Linked DNA regions of Triticum aestivum: regions 1 and 2 are each linked to region 3. The links are chromatin contacts, called in public Hi-C maps. All regions are on one chromosome and are shown on one strand. The core of a region is the stretch at or near the end of the contact, and the rest is flanking DNA. Distances in the headings are between cores, read along the strand shown. Region 1 holds the start of LOC123119862 (glutathione synthetase, chloroplastic). Region 2 holds the start of LOC123119855 (serine/arginine repetitive matrix protein 1). Region 3 holds the start of LOC123119858 (auxin-binding protein 4).

The links. A called contact is a pair of places that touch in the nucleus more often than the background predicts.
Region 1: a contact with region 3 is called in a Hi-C map of leaf, with 2.6 times the contacts expected there. The contact joins the promoter of LOC123119862 here to the promoter of LOC123119858 in region 3.
Region 2: a Hi-C map of leaf shows a contact between it and region 3, with 8 times the contacts expected there. The contact joins the promoter of LOC123119855 here to the promoter of LOC123119858 in region 3. A contact is called at or near these places in 3 of 5 Hi-C or Micro-C datasets (all in leaf).

What each region holds. Positions count from the first base shown.
Region 1 is chr5D:126,573,901-126,577,521 of IWGSC CS RefSeq v2.1, reverse strand. LOC123119862 (glutathione synthetase, chloroplastic) reads left to right here and starts at 1,395. Exons shown (of 13, transcript XM_044539804.1): 1 at 1,395-1,662; 2 at 1,837-2,006; 3 at 2,243-2,318; 4 at 2,451-2,581; 5 at 2,971-3,093; 6 at 3,177-3,257. The coding sequence starts at 1,552. It overlaps LOC123119861 (AP-5 complex subunit mu), which reads left to right. Exons shown (of 8, transcript XM_044539803.1): 8 at 209-599. The coding sequence ends at 283.
Region 2 is chr5D:125,979,926-125,983,474 of IWGSC CS RefSeq v2.1, reverse strand. It overlaps LOC123119855 (serine/arginine repetitive matrix protein 1), which reads left to right and starts at 1,480. Exons shown (of 2, transcript XM_044539799.1): 1 at 1,480-3,549. The coding sequence starts at 2,338. The coding sequence ends at 3,360. It overlaps LOC123119854 (callose synthase 7), which reads right to left and starts at 1,619. Exons shown (of 42, transcript XM_044539798.1): 1 at 1,498-1,619; 2 at 1,107-1,232; 3 at 447-544; 4 at 282-366; 5 at 68-184. The coding sequence starts at 1,220.
Region 3 is chr5D:126,260,259-126,263,422 of IWGSC CS RefSeq v2.1, reverse strand. It overlaps LOC123119858 (auxin-binding protein 4), which reads right to left and starts at 1,476. Exons shown (of 5, transcript XM_044539801.1): 1 at 1,251-1,476; 2 at 721-827; 3 at 331-528; 4 at 133-200. The coding sequence starts at 1,392. LOC123119856 (a long non-coding RNA gene) reads left to right here and starts at 1,763. Exons shown (of 6, transcript XR_006459020.1): 1 at 1,763-2,402; 2 at 2,482-2,578; 3 at 2,974-3,088.

The DNA of each region.
Region 1 (3,621 bases), core at 146-2,645, 310 kb before region 3:
CACACCTTGAGCATAAATATAATTTATGCTAGACTAACATCACAAAAGATTTGTTCCACAAATAGCCATTTGATCTGTTTATCGAAGCAGATAAATTGCACTTCAATTGCTGTGTTATTTCTAATCGGTTATGAGACCCCTGTGCGGAAAGGCGAAATATCACCATCAATACAAGATACTCTTTGATAACATTGCTCTCCTTTGGCAGGCCTCTTCTGGAGACTACATACTATGGAATACCTTAGGAAAATGTCCTTCTGCAGCTTTGCCAAAAGAATTATAATTGCCAGTGTTCATCGCCAGGCACGGTCCTCAACGGTTTTTTGGTCCCACCAGAGCTGTGCTGGAAGTTCTCTTTTAGTTCTTATATAATTGAGGAAAATAGTGTTTCAAGTGGGAAACAGATCTGTACATCATTTTTGTCAGACAAGTTTGTATGCTGAGCTTAGATTTCATGGCTCTATGCGATCTCGAATCCTTGGTCTTCTCTTCTTAGCAATAATTTTTCTACACCCCCTGGATTCTTTCCATTGTATCCAAATTTGATGCTCGTTGTAATGTTATTTCCATGATCACCGCTCAAATGTGCGTTGAGAAGCTGGAGACGTGCCAAACATGACACCTGGATTTTTTTCTTTGTCCCGTCAAAATATTGTTACCACTGGAAAGTTTTTCTTCCATCTTACTGGTAGTATGTATAATGGGGTGCAGCATCTTTTTTTAGATTCAGTGAATCGAGACACTAATCTGTTGGTCATGTCATGCATGATGCCATTGGGATGGGGCAGCCGAATATTCGGGATTATCTTGACAAGCTAGTCTAACAAAAAAGGTACATGGTCCTAATCACGAATATTTAGTCGAGATGATCAACTTTCAACAAAAAGAAAAAACCTTTTAGGTCAATTATCCCCCTTTTCAGTTTATAATCTCTTTTAAGAAGGGTGACATGGGTATCTTTCTAAAAGCACTTTCCTGTTTCATTGTGTACCACAAATTGGAGGTGAGGAAAGTGGTATAGCTCACCACCGTTCTTTCTTTGTAAAAAAGGTAAGCTTTTCAGTTTCCAGTTTCTGTACCATACAATGCAAGATTTCCTCTATGGTTCCCAATCATATGAAGGAAGAAAACCTAATGGAACTGCATTGCGATGTAATTTTGCAAGACAAAATAGTGTGGTACTACCACTAAATAACATGGCAATCTAACTAAATTTACTTAATATTTAGCTTTTATTTTATTTTTTATAGTCTGTATAGTATTGTACTAGAATGGTTTGGATTCGCTTTGGTCCATTACCACAGAATCCATCATCAGTTTTCCAACTGGAGGACTTCTTTAAAAAAAATGTTTGAGGCTGCTGCCCAAGCAGAGAAAGTGACCGGCACACTTTACAGAGACCAAACCTGACCCTGCCGCCTTCGCCGCCCCCTCCATTTTCCTAGAAATCGCATACCCCTCCACACCGATAACCTAAGCTTCAAATTCAGAATATACCACCTCAAACTACGCAGAAATTCTTCACGCGCCCAACACTCACCACTGCCGGCGATGAGCACCACCGAGGGAAAGCCGGACGCCGATGCGGTGGAGGAGATGGCGCGGGAGGCGGCGGCGTGGTGCGCGATGCACGGGCTCGTCGTCGGGGACCGCGCGGACCCGGTAAGGTTCTCGCCTCCTCGGTTCAAACTTCCATGGAAATCAACCTCTTCTTGGATCGGCCGGCCAAGCTCAGGACCGCAACCTTTGAATGAGTGAACTTTGAAGCGACGAGCAGAGCTCGGAATATCATCGTCCATGACCAAACATTCATTGTTACTGCATGTCCTCTTGCAGAGATCAGGAACAGTTCCTGGGGTTGGGTTGGTCCACGCTCCAATCTCCTTGCTCCCGTCGCGTCTCCCGGAGTCCTTCTGGAGCCAGGCGTGCGAGCTGGCCCCGCTTTTCAACGAGCTCGTGGATCGTGTTAGCTTGGATGGGGATTTCTTGCAGGATTCCTTGTCCAAGTGAGTTCCGTTGCCATGTTAACCTCTCCACGTTTTCATTCACAGCCTCTGCCTGCAAGTTGACCAGGATAAAAGAAGCGTACCAGCTCACAAAATCATGTCAATTATTCGTGTTGATATTCCTTAAAACTTTTTTAGAGGCTGTATATCGACGAATCAGGTTGTTGATAATTTGATAAGGATTTTAGTGGAGCTCTTGGGCGGATAGCCTGATACAGTCATACTTGTACTTTCAGAACAAGGCAGGTTGATGATTTCACTTCCAGGCTCTTAGATATTCACAGGAAGATGATGGATGCAAACAAGAAGGAGGTTATTCACCTCACCTCTACTATTCAGTCAACTTCTATGCCTGAACATTAATAGATCCATCTAGTCTCTTGGTCCCTATTTTGGTTGATGTCCTTACTGTATGGTACTGACAAATGCTACCTTTTTCACTAGAATATTCGACTGGGGCTGCACCGATCAGATTATATGCTGGATTCAGAAACCAATTCTCTTCTCCAAATAGAGCTCAACACTATTTCAGTATCTTTTCCTGGGCTTTGTTCTATAGTGACTGAGCTTCACAGGTAAAGTAGAACATATCTTTGGTATTACATTGCTATGCTTGTGTGTATTTACACTGTATCTTTACTTGAGAAATCTGGTTAGGTAATTGTACACATGGTTTTTATGTCCAAAAAAATTATTTCTACACTTCTAAACGATGCTGCATTGCAATTGTGATGTTAAATAATATGTCTTCTATGTTTACTTAGAGATAAGAATTCCTTCCCGTGTTCCAAATTATTTGAAGTTCTAGCTTTGTCCTAAGCCAAACTTCTCTACATTTGACTAAGTCTTACTAATGGTTACTATGAAGTTTTGTACTTTGTACCTATCAGGATATTTCTAATCAGATTTATTATTAGGTCATCAGTATGTGTAGTAAATCAACTGATCACTAATTGCTATGCAGGACCTTGATCAATCAGTATGGAAATTTATTATGTCTAGATGCCAAAAGGGTTCCTGGAAATGAGGCAAGCCGTCAATTTGCTAAAGCATTGGCCAAAGCATGGGATGAGTTTAATGTTGACAGGTTTGGTACGCTCTAGCTGAATCATGCATATTATAGCTAACCAATTGAGTATTAACTGACACACCTTTTCATGAAATGTTCAGTGCTGTAGTTATGATGATTGTTCAGCCCGAAGAAAGAAATATGTATGACCAATACTGGCTTGTCAAATATTTGAGGGAATCATATCCTTTTGTGATCTGCTTTGGCACTTCTCTTAATGATGAAAATTATATATGATTTTCTATAACTTAAGTTCTTGCTTATCAGAAGGTGCCATGACTCAGTTGCTTAAAGTTTGCTTTGTTAAAACGTTCTTCCTGCCAAGGCAGTTGCCATCTTGATACGGGGCAAACCGTAGGGATGGCCCGATCTTCACTATTTGGAGGTGGATCTGGGTGAAACACGAAGAACAAATGTGGAAAACTTTCGAGGAAACACTCACATAGACAAGATTCACCACCAAAGTACTCAAATCTCATGCCAAAACGAGATGCCCGTCAAGATCCAAGCAGCAGCAAAAGGAAAAGATAACTAGGGTAGTTCTTC
Region 2 (3,549 bases), core at 231-2,730, 280 kb after region 3:
GCAGATTTTCATAAACAAGTAGAAAGAGTGGGAGGAGCAAACATAAGTACTAGGAATTATAACTAACCTCCGGGAGTTCCACAACTGGTTCGGCAGAACCAGGAAAATTGAGGGGGACTATGTTGTACTTGTAACTCTTGAAATGAGCACTCTTTTCCTCTACTACTTTAGCACGTTTCATCACCTACAAAACAAAGTTTGGGAGACGGTGTTGAAGAAGCTCACCAAGGGAACAGGTGAACGAAAACTTATGTAAAGCAATTTTATGTAAAATGGAGTACCTCAGAATCAACCTTGTTGTTTGTTACATCTCTTAACACTTCATAAAGAGCAGATGCCACTTGGTAATATCTAGCCAATTCCTCACTGAGTTTTCAACACAAAAAAGAAGGTGATTAAAGCAGTTCACCACAAACGAAATTGATTATGAGTGTATTATGTCTTACAAGTTCTGTTTTTCAGAAGTTCTGCTCAAATTTTCACAGTAGTACTTATAAAATCGTTGGATCTCCTTTGAATCATTTAAAGGAAATTGCGTGTCATCCTGTCAAACATAGAATAGTGTCAGGTATTCACCACTGAAGAGAAGATGACAAAGAAGGTAGGTCTCAAAAGGAGAAAAAAAGAGGTAAGTTTAGTCACAGTAAAGCAAGTTTGCAAGCATAGTCACAACACGGTCATGTCTGCTTCAGACATCAGACGTCCAGCATCACTTATTCACTTTTCTTATATCGAACTGAATGAAAGAATGCAAGGACATACTATATCTCATATGAGTCAGACTCCTGAAATGAGCTCACAGTCTACTCTCCTTTGTGAGGAGCTCACAGTCTACTCCCATTTGTGAGGCTAAGAAACAGCTAATACAAATGTATATCATAAATATGCATTAGAGAAGAAGACTAGCATGGTGTTAGGTTAAGAAGAAAACTAAAACAAGAGTTAACAGACAATGGATTCCCATTTTGGCCAGAACATGAATAAGCTACAAAAAAATGCAGTAAGTTTTTTTATTGTTGATAAAATTCTGACAAGCGTGATGCTAAGATTTCAGCCACAGTGAGGAAAGGGTAGTAGCAACATCATAAGTTCAGATACATGGTTACCTGATCTAGCTTAAGTGACATGTATGTTTTGAACTGCCGAACCCCACGTTGGATGGATGATGGATCCATTCTTTGAACTTTCTTGTAGGCATATCTGCGACCTTGGTACAACATGCATGGTAAATCCTGTTTCATATCAGAATAGCATGCACTGCTTGACGTAACAATATACGAGAAAGGAACCGAGAAGGTAAGACCTAGATGGACACTAGAACTGCCAGCCTAGCAACAAACTGGTTCATGATACAAACTAAGCATGCAATGAACCAATGTCAGTTTGAGATTTAGGTGGTTTGCGGTTGAGGACCTTGAAGTTAAGTGTTTGCTCAGCAAATAGTTGTTCACAATCTTATGTTTGTATGGGTATGAAAATTGTGCAGCTAGTGAATACCGGAAAGAAGGAGGAGGATGGAGGAAGCCAGCTGCTCCCGCGGCCCGGAGGGCGACTCGCCGCCCGCGCCCCTGCCGCCGGCTTCCCCGCTGCCGGAGCTCTTCCTCGCGGCCGCCCCGTCCTCGAACGCCCCCCCCCCCCCCCCCCCCGGCCCCCGCGCTGGCCGCGGTGCTGCGCTGGGCCGACCTCGCTGAGGCAGACGACGAGGCCGCCGGCCGGCCGATCGTGCGCCAGGAACCCGCGGCTCGTCTGGGGGTGACCAGCGTGGAGAGCGAGCAGCCACCTCGGCGTGGCAGCTCGGGCCCTCTCTCGCGGTCGCGCCGGCGCGCTGCGGCGGCTCCCCCGCCGACGCCTGGCCAAAAGGCCGCCTTGGGCTCTCGGACCGCTCGCCGCCGCCGCGCTCCGGTGTGGGGTGTCGCTGGGCGGTCCGACCAAGGGAGTGCCCGCGTCTCGTGGCGCTCCGCCGCCTCCGCTGCCATCGCCAACTTGTCCGGAGCCTCGCCGCGCCGTCCGGTCACTGCTCCGACGTACTCTCCGGTTCTCCTGCGCCGGTCTCCCATCAGGCCATTCATAGCGGCTTTCGGCTCCTCTGCCCTCCGCTTCTCGCCCCGCCTCGCACCCCGACGCCCCTGGCTCGATCCCTCCTCGTCCCTGGCGCCGGCGCCGGCCGCGGCGGCGGTGGCGGCGGGAGGGGAAACCCTCGCAGCCACCTCCCTGCCCTGCTGGCTGGGCTGCACCCAGTCGGACCGGCCGAGGCCTGGGCCCGTTGCGGGCCTGTGGGCCGCGCCTAGCACGAGCAGGCCCTCCCCGCCCGTGGCCTCGCGTGGGCCGGCCATCCCGATGGGCCGATCGATATGGCCTCCTGCCGGCTTCCCTAGGCCCCCCTCATCGCATCGGGTTCGAGTACCCGCTCCAGAGACCCTAGCCGTCGCTCCATCCTCCTTCCCCGCCGCCACCCCGCCCCGCTTGCTCTGTGCGCCGCCTCCATCTGCGGCCGCGCCATCTGAGCCCGCGCCTATGCCCCACGAGTGGGATGACGAGGAGACCCGCCCCAAGCGTCGCGCCGATGACCGCCGGGACGCCGCGCGCCCTTCCCCCGACGCAGTGCGCCGCGAAGACGACCTTTGCCGGCAGCTTTCGACACGGGACGGCCGGCGATCCCCGCCGCGCTCCGACCGCCGCTCCCCTCCGTGCCGCTCGCCGGGTCGGGCTGACCGCCGGGGCCGCTCCCGGTCCCGCTCGCCTGCTCCTACTGCGGAATGGAGGAGCCAGCGCCGCCGCTCTCCTTCTCCGCAGCGTCGCCGAGACAGTAGCCACTCCCCAGTCCGCGGGGGTCGCTCGCGCTCTCCTCCACGTCCCCAACAGCAGCAGCAGCCAGCTCCCAATGCCACCTCCCGCCGGTACCAGCCCCCACGAGGCGAACCAGCTTTCCCTCCCAACACCAATGGGGCTGGCCGAGGCCGGCAGGGGGCAAAGAAGAAGAAGAAGAGGGGACTCGGCCGCGGTAACGGCGCCGCTCCATCAGCTAGGGGTGGCGCCAGGACTGGCCGCTCCCACTCCTCGGCACCGCCGCCGCCCGCCGACGGCAGTGCGCGTCCGACGCGAGCCTCCAGGTTTTCCCGGCGTCGTGCCCCCACTCCCCCGGAGTCCCTCCCGGCATCCTCGCGGCCGTCTCCACCGTGGGCGACTCGACCCCAGCACCCCAGCTCCCTCCCACGGCGGCTGCGACCTCTGAGGTGGTGGGGGTGGCCTCGGACCGACCTCCTGCGGCCCCTCTCGACGAGCCGGTCCTGCCGGACCTGGAGGAGCCCGATTCCCTCCCAGGCGCCGACATGGCCCCGATTCCGCTCGCCTCCACCATGATCCAGATCGCTTCTCCACCGGCCCGATCACTTCTCCACCGGCCCTGCTCCTGGCCACCTCGTGCACCGCGTCCGGCGGGGCGTTGGCGGTGGTGACCACTCCAGTGGCCGCCCGCCCCCCCCCCCCACCCCCCCCCACCACTCCCCCCTCGGACCGCGGCCCACTCCAGGCGGGGCAGATCGACCTCGA
Region 3 (3,164 bases), core at 227-2,726:
TAAAGTTGGTTTTGGCAACATGTGTGTATAGCACCCAACACAAGTTACTCCACAGTGATGGGTATGAGCAAATCAATTCAGTTTATGTTGTCAACTACTACAGGATAAGACATTCAAGCAAGGTATACATACATCTTCACAGGTGGGCGCGATATGATCACAAGCACCTGTAAATCTTCATGTTCATCAGAATTCCAAACCTGCAATCAAAAGGAGCATGGTGTAAGCACTAGCATGCAAATGGATTCCCATGCATAATCTTAAAATCTAGCGATGGTTTCATGACTACGAGTGTGCTAAATAATAGCGATAGCCATCCATCATCTTTACCTGGTGTGGATCATTTATAGGAACTGTGAATGTGCTATTCTGAAAGACAGGAATCTCCTGAGGCGTTCCCAGGTACGGCAGTGAGGTCGACCCCAGCAAGAGAGTGCCTCTCCCTTTGAGGACAACAAAGACCTCACACGAGTGTCTGTGGATAGGTGTCCTCTGGCCGGCACTAATTGTTTGGAGCCACACCTCCACCTAGAGGAAAGCATTTCACATAATAAACAAGAAAGAACAGCTCCATCTTAGATCGGCACATTTTCCAATACAGATGAACCAAAGAAACCATGTATATACATGAGTACATGCAAGTAAAGGTCTGCATAAATTCATAGCAACACGAAATGGGAGAAACTCAAGTACAGTCTGGTTCCTGGATTGATTGCTTACCTCCTTCATGCCGTGAGCTAGCGCACCGGCAACGGTTATATGCGAGAATCCTCCAATTCCATAGTTGCTCTGGTGCATTTTGTTTATATCTTTCACGACTGAATTGTCTGGATAAGACGGTAGATATAGTTAGCACTTGGTAGAACTGAGATCAGTAACTCAGTTTGGCTGCATACACTAGAAAGACTTGCTAGAACAGAGATTAGCTTGGGTAGGTAGATACACTAGATGACTAGAACTCGATGCATTTAGTTAGCAGTTGCTAGAACTGAACTGACTGTTATCCAGTGCTCCGGTGTACTTGCTAGACAAAGGTACCGTAAGACACTTAGATCTGGTGCTGAACTGGCTCGAACTGACTAATATCTCATTGCTATCTTAAGCTCATAGCTAACCTTCAAAATTACTCGGAACTTAGATCAGTTTGTAAATTTTAAATATGATCTTGGCTAATACGAGTAAATGTGAAGTGTCGACGAGAACGGGAGTTCCAAGAACTGCAGAAGTAAACTGAAAGGGGAAAGGGAAACCTCGGGGGCAGGAAGGCTCGGCTACTGGGAGTAAGGCGGCCGCGGCGGCGAGGAGCAGCGCGAGGAGGAGGGCGCCGCGGCGGCCGGCGCCGGCGAAGCGGGGCCCACGGACGGACGCAGCTGTTGTGTGTCCACTCGCCATCTTTCTAGCGCTTTCTTTCTCACGTGTGAATCAGACTACTATGTTAGTTGGGAGAACCCTTCTAGCGCTTTCTTTCTCACGTGTCTCTTCGGTTTTTTCGCACCTTGTCGCCGATTGTGAATCAGATTACTATGTTAGTTGGGAGAACCCTTTTTAGAGCTCAGCCAATCTCGGCCGTCGGATCGGTTTTTTGATGCGTTGTGGACCGTCGGATCTCACTCCTGGAAGACCTTGGCCGCTGCTACAATGAATAGTGACGCTCCAGCGTGCCACCGCCTGTAAAACTGGATGGCCGCCGAGGGCATTTTTGTCATTTCACACACACACACGTATAAAACGGGGTGGCTCCCATGGAAAAAAAAACCTAGCCGTCGCTCGCGCTCGCGCCGCCCACCTCCTCCCGTTCCTCCAGCCTCGCCTCCCTCTCCCTCCAAACCCTAGAACAGCGCCTGCCTCCTTGCCCCGCCGCCATCATCTCCTTCGTCGAGCCGACGACCCATGGCGCGCCCGTCTGCTCCGCCCGCGCTCGCGTCGCCCCCTCTCCTCTTCCTCGCGCCTCGCCTCTCTCTCCCTCCTAACCCTAACCCACTCCCGCCTCCCTGCCCCGCCGCCGGCCGCCGCCGCTCGCCTGGGCACCCATCCTCGACCTCAAGCTGGGCCAGGCGACGGCCATGGCGTGGATCTCTTGCCCCTCTCTTCGTGCTCTTTTCCCTCGATCTGTCGGGACCACCCTCCTCCTCCCGTCCTCTCCCATGCCCACCCTCCTCCTCCGCGTCCTCTCGTTCTCCTCTCCGGCGGTCGGCGACGAGGCGTCGGAACTGACGGAGCAGCGGGGCCGTCGAGCGAGGGCACGAGCAGGGTACAGACCCTAGCCGTGCGTGTGCATAAGGTCGAGCACGACAGCGATGATGGGCGCCGTCGCCATCGGCCGGAGTAGCACATGCTCACGCCGCTGCTCCGTAGGGTTCATCATCGTGTTGCCATCGTCCTTGTTTTTTGCGTGCACGCAGGTAATGCATCGGTTTCCTCTCTCTCACAGACCTCCATACACACATGGTTCTGATCCCCTTTTCCTGCTGCTCCATACAGGAAACCAACAGTCTTCAATGTAGTGAGAGCTGGATGTGTTGTCCGCCAGCTGAGCGGCAAGCCGTTGATGCAAGTCGTTGTACATGGTGCTGCTATTGTGAGGATCTCATGTCTCTCACTCTTCTGTGTTTATCTCTGTCAATCCCGTTCCCCTTTTTGCTAATCACTCATGCCTGTTAGGTCCACTAAGGTTTTTCTTGGTTTTGTAGTTGTGGATTACTGTTAAGAATGATTACGCTGATTAATTAGGATTTAAATGTGTTGTCCATGATCCAGATGGGTTGATTTTGAGTTATTTGTTTGGGTTAGAATTGTCAAACCATGCATATATTAACATTTAGAGAAAACTGTGCATGTTTTTATTCTGGGTTGTAGTTCAGAGAGCACTTCCATGTCGCCGTGAGTGCTGGGCGCTGCTCTGACATGCTTATTTGTCTCATTTTTCTTTGTTCTTTTTTTCTTGTCTGGTGATCTCTTTTTTCTTTATGTTAGCAGAAATTCTAGCTAGGGCATGAAACAGAAGAAAGCTTGAGACAATCATCATGTGCCTGCTCAAAGGCTTGGTTAACAAAGGTGACAATAAGATGTGTGGACAACTAATTGCCAGGTGGCTAACTTGATGGTTTTATTGCTGTTGCATATGTGTGAGATTTCTTTCCTCACTACCCATGCTGACATAAATA